Linked DNA regions of Mus musculus: region 1 is linked to region 2. Evidence: chromatin contacts called from public promoter capture Hi-C data. All regions are on one chromosome and are shown on one strand. Each heading gives the region's core, a stretch centred on a gene start, on an enhancer-like site or on the middle of the called end of the contact. The rest is flanking DNA. Distances are from core to core; before and after follow the strand shown.

What was found. Capture Hi-C pulls out chosen DNA fragments and counts their contacts.
Region 1: a contact with region 2 is called in a promoter capture Hi-C map of liver. The contact joins the promoter of Prg3 here to the promoter of Slc43a1 in region 2. A contact is called at or near these places in 5 of 39 promoter capture datasets (the 3T3-L1 cell line, the C10 cell line, hematopoietic stem and progenitor cells and 2 more) and 4 of 9 other capture datasets (adipose tissue, liver, macrophages and 1 more).

Annotation. Positions count from the first base shown.
Region 1 is chr2:84,986,954-84,989,653 of GRCm38.p6, forward strand. Prg3 (proteoglycan 3) reads left to right here and starts at 1,262. Exons shown (of 6, transcript NM_016914.2): 1 at 1,262-1,348; 2 at 1,706-1,839; 3 at 2,272-2,579. The coding sequence starts at 1,779. All of the region lies in intron 1 of Gm39868 (a long non-coding RNA gene), which reads right to left.
Region 2 is chr2:84,839,308-84,842,007 of GRCm38.p6, forward strand. It overlaps Slc43a1 (solute carrier family 43, member 1), which reads left to right and starts at 1,319. Exons shown (of 14, transcript NM_001083809.1): 1 at 1,319-1,698. The coding sequence starts at 1,467. It overlaps D930003E18Rik (RIKEN cDNA D930003E18 gene), which reads right to left and starts at 901. Exons shown (of 2, transcript NR_165656.1): 1 at 441-901; 2 at 1-346.

The sequences.
Region 1 (2,700 bases), core at 12-2,511, 150 kb after region 2:
AGTTGTGATTCTCTCTCTCTCTCTCTCTCTCTCTCTCTCTCTCTCTCTCTCTGTGTGTGTGTGTGTGTGCGCGCGCGTGTGTGTGAACATCAGACATCTAGTAGATATGGACAAACAGTGCTATTAAACTTTAGATAATGCATAGGGCAGCTCCCACAACTAATATATGGTCCTAAATATTAAGAGAGAGAGAGAGAGAGAGAGAGAGAGAGAGAGAGAGAGAGAGAGAGAGAGAGAGAGAATGTTTAAGACTTAGAAATCCCTGCTTCCTGACTTCTTATGAATCAATCTTAGGATTTTTATTGCCGTGACAGAACACCACAATCAAAAGCAACTTGGAGTGGAATGGCTTATTTCACCTACACTTCCATAAAACTGTTCATCATTGAAAGCCATTAAGGCAAGAACTCAAACAGGGCAGGAACATGGAGGCAGGATGCAGAGGCCATGGAGAGGAGTTGCTTACTGGCTTTCTCACCATCGATTGCTCAGCCAGCTTTCTTATAGAACCCATGACCACCAGCCCAGGGATGGAACCATCCACAGTGAGCTATGCCCTCCATATCAATCACTACTTAAGAAAATGCTTTGTAATTTTGCCTTCAGCCTGATCTTACAGAGACTTTTGTTTTTTCAGTTGAAGTTCTCTCCTTTCGGATGACTCTCACTTTCGTCAGGTTGACATAGAAACTAGCCAGGACATCAGGTGAGCTTGGTGATCTTTCCTCTGAATCCTATTGTTTCCATCTGTGAAGCAGGAAAATCCTATAGTGTCAGTGGGAATAGGTGAAGGCAGGGATCAGGAGCATGCTGCTTATGACGCCCCTCATATGGATGCTCAGGCTCGCCTCCCCTCTCCGTCCTTCCCTTTATAGTTCCTAGCTGCTCCCTGAGTTCTGCATATCACGTCCTAGAATGACTTTGGAAGGGTGCTTCCAAATTAACGGATATCTTTCAGGCTGGCCACTTTAGAAACACTAATACTAATTTCCTCTGGTTGGTAGGCTTGGTGTTACACATGCCTCTGAAATAAACTGGTGGACATGGGTTTCCATTTAGGGCCACAGGTCCCTGAAAGCAGGGCTCTGTCATGTGAGCAGAAAGCAGGATCTGGGGTGAAAAAAACTGAAACTTTTTTTTATCAGTTCTATTATCCTCAAGCTCAGCCTGGGGCAATCACCCTGGCCCCTTCCTACTTCCCCAAAAACACAGTATAAGAGCTGATTGTGGGGCAGTAACCACAGCCACTGAGCGTGGAGGTCACAGACCCTTGGGTAGTGAGTGCTGTGCTCACACATAGCACAGACCAGGATCCCAACTGGAGGGCCTGTTTTTAGGATCAGCATAGGTAACTGTCTTTGCTTCTTCTTTCCCCACATAAATGAAGTCAGCTCTGGCTTGGAGCTGACCTGTCCCTGCAGGTCTAGAACTTGGGTAAAATGTGGTCCTAGGGAACAGCCAGGAAGATCTTAGGAGAAGTTTGAAGTTCAGTTGCCCATCTTGCCCACCCCTGATGCCTGTTTCAGACTCTGGCTCAGGGTCTGTCTTTAGAAGAGGAGGAGGAGGAGGAGGAGGAGGAGGAGGAGGAGGAGGAGGAGAGGAGGAGGAGGGGGAGGAGGAGGAAAAGGAAGAGGAAGAAGAGGAGGAGGCAGCAGTAGCCCTCCCTTTTATCAGGTAATTAAACAAGTATCATGCCATGTGCCAGAAGCTGCGTTGGACACAAAAGGACAGCTGTGAGGACGAAGGTGGAATTGTCTCTACTACAGGATCAAGTAGACATGAAACAGCCCCTGATCCTGTCCTTTCTCCTGCTGGGGATGGTTTCTGCTTTTCATCTGGGTAAGTCTTTCCCTTTTATTCTCACATGTCTCTTCCTTCTTTTTCCTCTGTCCCACTCTCTTGGTCATTGTTGTTATCATAGAGCCAGGGTCACAGTATGCTCTTTTCAGGTTGCTCACACATCTTTAGTTTAGATATCTCTCAGACTCAGAACTAAACAAAAACAAAAGATCTAAATATTAAGATGAAGGGCCAGTTGAAGCTCCTCACACAAGGTCTTCCCATCCATATACATACCTGTCGTGTCAGTCAGAGTTCAGGCTATGAGTTTGGATTAAGACATCTCTCTTTACCCAACCTAGAAAAGGAGTTCCTTCCTATTGTGTGACCCCAAATTGGAACCTAGGAAAGCTCAAGTGGACGGTTGGAGCTGTCTGAGGTTCTGCAGGAAGAGAGCCTCGCAAGTGATGGCAGGTTATCTCTTCTTCCTAGAGACTGCTCATCTGGAGAATCCCAAGAGAGAGGAAAGCCTGAAGCAGGAAGCAGATGGTTCGAGGGAGCAAGGGAGAGAGTTGGCTCTGACTCAAGAGACAAAGCAGACAGAGGGAGAGGAGGTTGAGGGTTCCCAACACCAAGACATTTTTGAGGATGAGGAGGCAATGGAGTCAGATCCAGATGCCTTAAATAAGGACTCTGCTTGCCCCAAGGAAGAGGACACAACTCATTTTCAGGGAACTCCTGGGTGCAAGAGCTGCAACTATGTGCTGGTGAGGACTCCCGAGACATTTGATAAGGCTCAGGTAAGAGACAGGAGACATGGTGAAAAGGTCAAGGGGAAGGAAAGGGACTGGATTAAAACTTCTGTTCTCTATTCGTTTAGACCAGTGTTTCTCAAAGCTGCAGAATTGCCTGGAAGTCTTC
Region 2 (2,700 bases), core at 69-2,568:
GTGTGCATGAAACTCGACCTAAGGGGTGGGGAAGGACGGGAACCCCCGCCCCCACCTTGGGGCGCTGCTCCCAACGCCTGTAAATACAGCTATCAACTCCGCAGATCGCGTAGTCCATGCCCTGGCTTCCCGGCTTCACCTATCTGTGGCGCCAGGACGGTTCCCAGATCCACTGCTTCTTTCGAGGGCGCAGACGAGGTGAGACCGGCGGTTCCGAGGCCCGCTGGGTCTGGCACGCAGGGAAGACACCCCGCGTGGATGCGATTTGGAATTGGGATCCTGGGTCTCAGGAGATCCGGAGTGTGGAAGCGCCGGGGAGACTCTGTGTTACTCCGGGTGTCAACAGCTGCGGGAGGCAAGTTTGTCGGGGACAGGTGAGCAGCTAGCGCAGCTCAAAGTCACCCAGCCACACTTGCAGGTCCCTGTGAAGCGTCCGTTACCTGAGTCTCTGGGCACATTGTTCCCTCTGTCCGACCCCTTCATTCTCCCCTTCTTCTCTTCCACTCTGTTTAGAACCACGGTTGTCATTATAGGATGGGACCTCGGGGATCCCTGATTCAAAAGCCCCGTTTCACAGATGAGGGGCTGGGCCACCCCCTAGAGAAGGGTCTCTTTCTCTTCGTCTTTCTTGTTTGCTCTTCCCCTGATCATTTCCTCTAGGCTCGCCCGGGTCTTGCTTCGGGTCCCCGGGTCAGATCGCCTCCCTTGTTGGCGGTGGCTACCGCGGCCCTGGAGGGCTCGGGTTTCTTCGTTCCCTCTGGTAAACACACCCGCCCGCCGGCCACCCCATCTGCCTCCTTATAAAGTATGTCCTTATAAAGTCTGCAGGCACCGGACTTCCTGCCGGAGCCCAAGCCCCCTCCCAGGGACAGAGGGGCTGGCGCGTTCCCAGGCGCGCGGCGGAATGAGGGGCGCGCGGAGGCGCCACGGGGCCCGCCCAGGGTCTCCCTCCACGTGGCAGCCGTGGGATTGGCCCAGGAGACAGGACGAGCGCCGCCGGCTGTGTCAGGCGGGAGGAAGTTTTCTACCCGGGCTCTGGAGAGGAGGAGTAGAATGAAAGGCGTAACTAGAATAGAGGGTCTCGGGGTAGCCCCAGACTTCCCTTTCCGCCTCCTGCTCGCTTCTGAGAATCCGATCTGGTGCCTAGAGGCTGGCTAGCTGTGGGCCAGAGGTGGCTACAGAGCACGGTGTGCCCCTTGGTGACTTTGAGAGACTTTGGGAACTTGGGGGGTTGTCTCCTGGAGCGGGATCGGGGCGCCCTGGCTCGGGTAGGCAAGCCCGGCAGCGCGCCAGGAAGTTGCTTCGCTCAGACCAGACCTTTCTGGTTCCTGATAGCGCCCTGCGGGCCAGTGGCGCGTTCGCTCCTGGCACTGCCAGAGCGCGCGGAGCCAGCTCCGCAGCACCGGGCTCTATGGGGCCTCCATGAAGGCTCCATCTCTTTGGCTCCAGGGGTCTCAGGAGCCACCATGATGGAGTACCCTTCCCAAGGGCCGCTAGGAAGCCCTTCTCTGAGCGCTCTGTTTCTCTGCAGAGTCTCGGCCACCATGGCTCCCACGCTGAAGCAGGCGTACCGCAGGCGCTGGTGGATGGCTTGCACCGCTGTGGTGGAGAACCTCTTCTTCTCCGCGGTGCTCCTGGGCTGGGCCTCCCTGCTGATCATGCTCAAGAAGGAAGGCTTCTATTCCAGCCTGTGCCCAGGTATATCTGAGAAGGGTGTGGGGGTGGGAGGTGAAGACCGCGAGGGACGGTAGAAGGAGGAGGCAGGAAGTTGGAAAACAAGGACAGGTGGTCAGGCAGAGACAAAGCGACAAAGCAGGGCTGCCCAAGACCGGAACACTGGGCAGCTAGGAATTGGACAGCCTCACTTCATGATCTCTTCAAACTTCAGGTGCCACTCTGTCAGGATTCTCTGATTCAGTGATGAGTGAAAGCCAAAGTCCCACTAGGCATACATATCCTGAGACTGATTGCCTATGACAACCTTCTGTCTAGAGTAGTCCGTAGACTCTTAGAAGTTCTGCACCTACCTGGATAAGGAATGCTCAAGTTAAACAGGTCTTTTGTGTGTGTGTGCTAGCAAGCATTGAACTACATCACCAATACACAGAGAGTTCTTAATGAGATCAAACAGAAGTACACAAACTGGAGAATGGACGTGAAGGACCTATACTCTTGGTCTTTTCAGGACCTTGGAGTTCCCAGGTCTACAAATCATCCCTTTTGTACAAAGTTAAAAGCCTTATTTCCTCTAGAATGGATATTTGTGGAGCGTTTGTTTCTGTTTTCCACACCAATCACCTTGGTCTTGTGTAAAGTGACCCGGACCTGGAGTGGGAATTCTAAACTCTTTGAGAATAGTTAGTGCAGCCAGAGGCTGCCTGTCTGCATCTGTCCGTCAGGGAGGGAGCGCCTCACTTAGTGACTGGGACTTGGTGGATATTTTTCTTTTCTGGAAAGGAGAGTGTTGTGCTCAGTGAAGGGGCTGTGTGGTGTGCAGTTTGATGTCTCTCCTGTCTCTTTCCCCACATCCTTGTTGTGGAAAGAAGGCCAACAGGGATTGGAATCCCGGCTTCCATCTCATTTAACCAGTGAGTTCCTTGCAAATTGAGTGTCCATTACCTAGAAACAATAGTAACATCAGTTCCCTGGATGACTAAGTCTCAACACACATGTGAATGTCCTTCTGGCTTCTCCTGACTC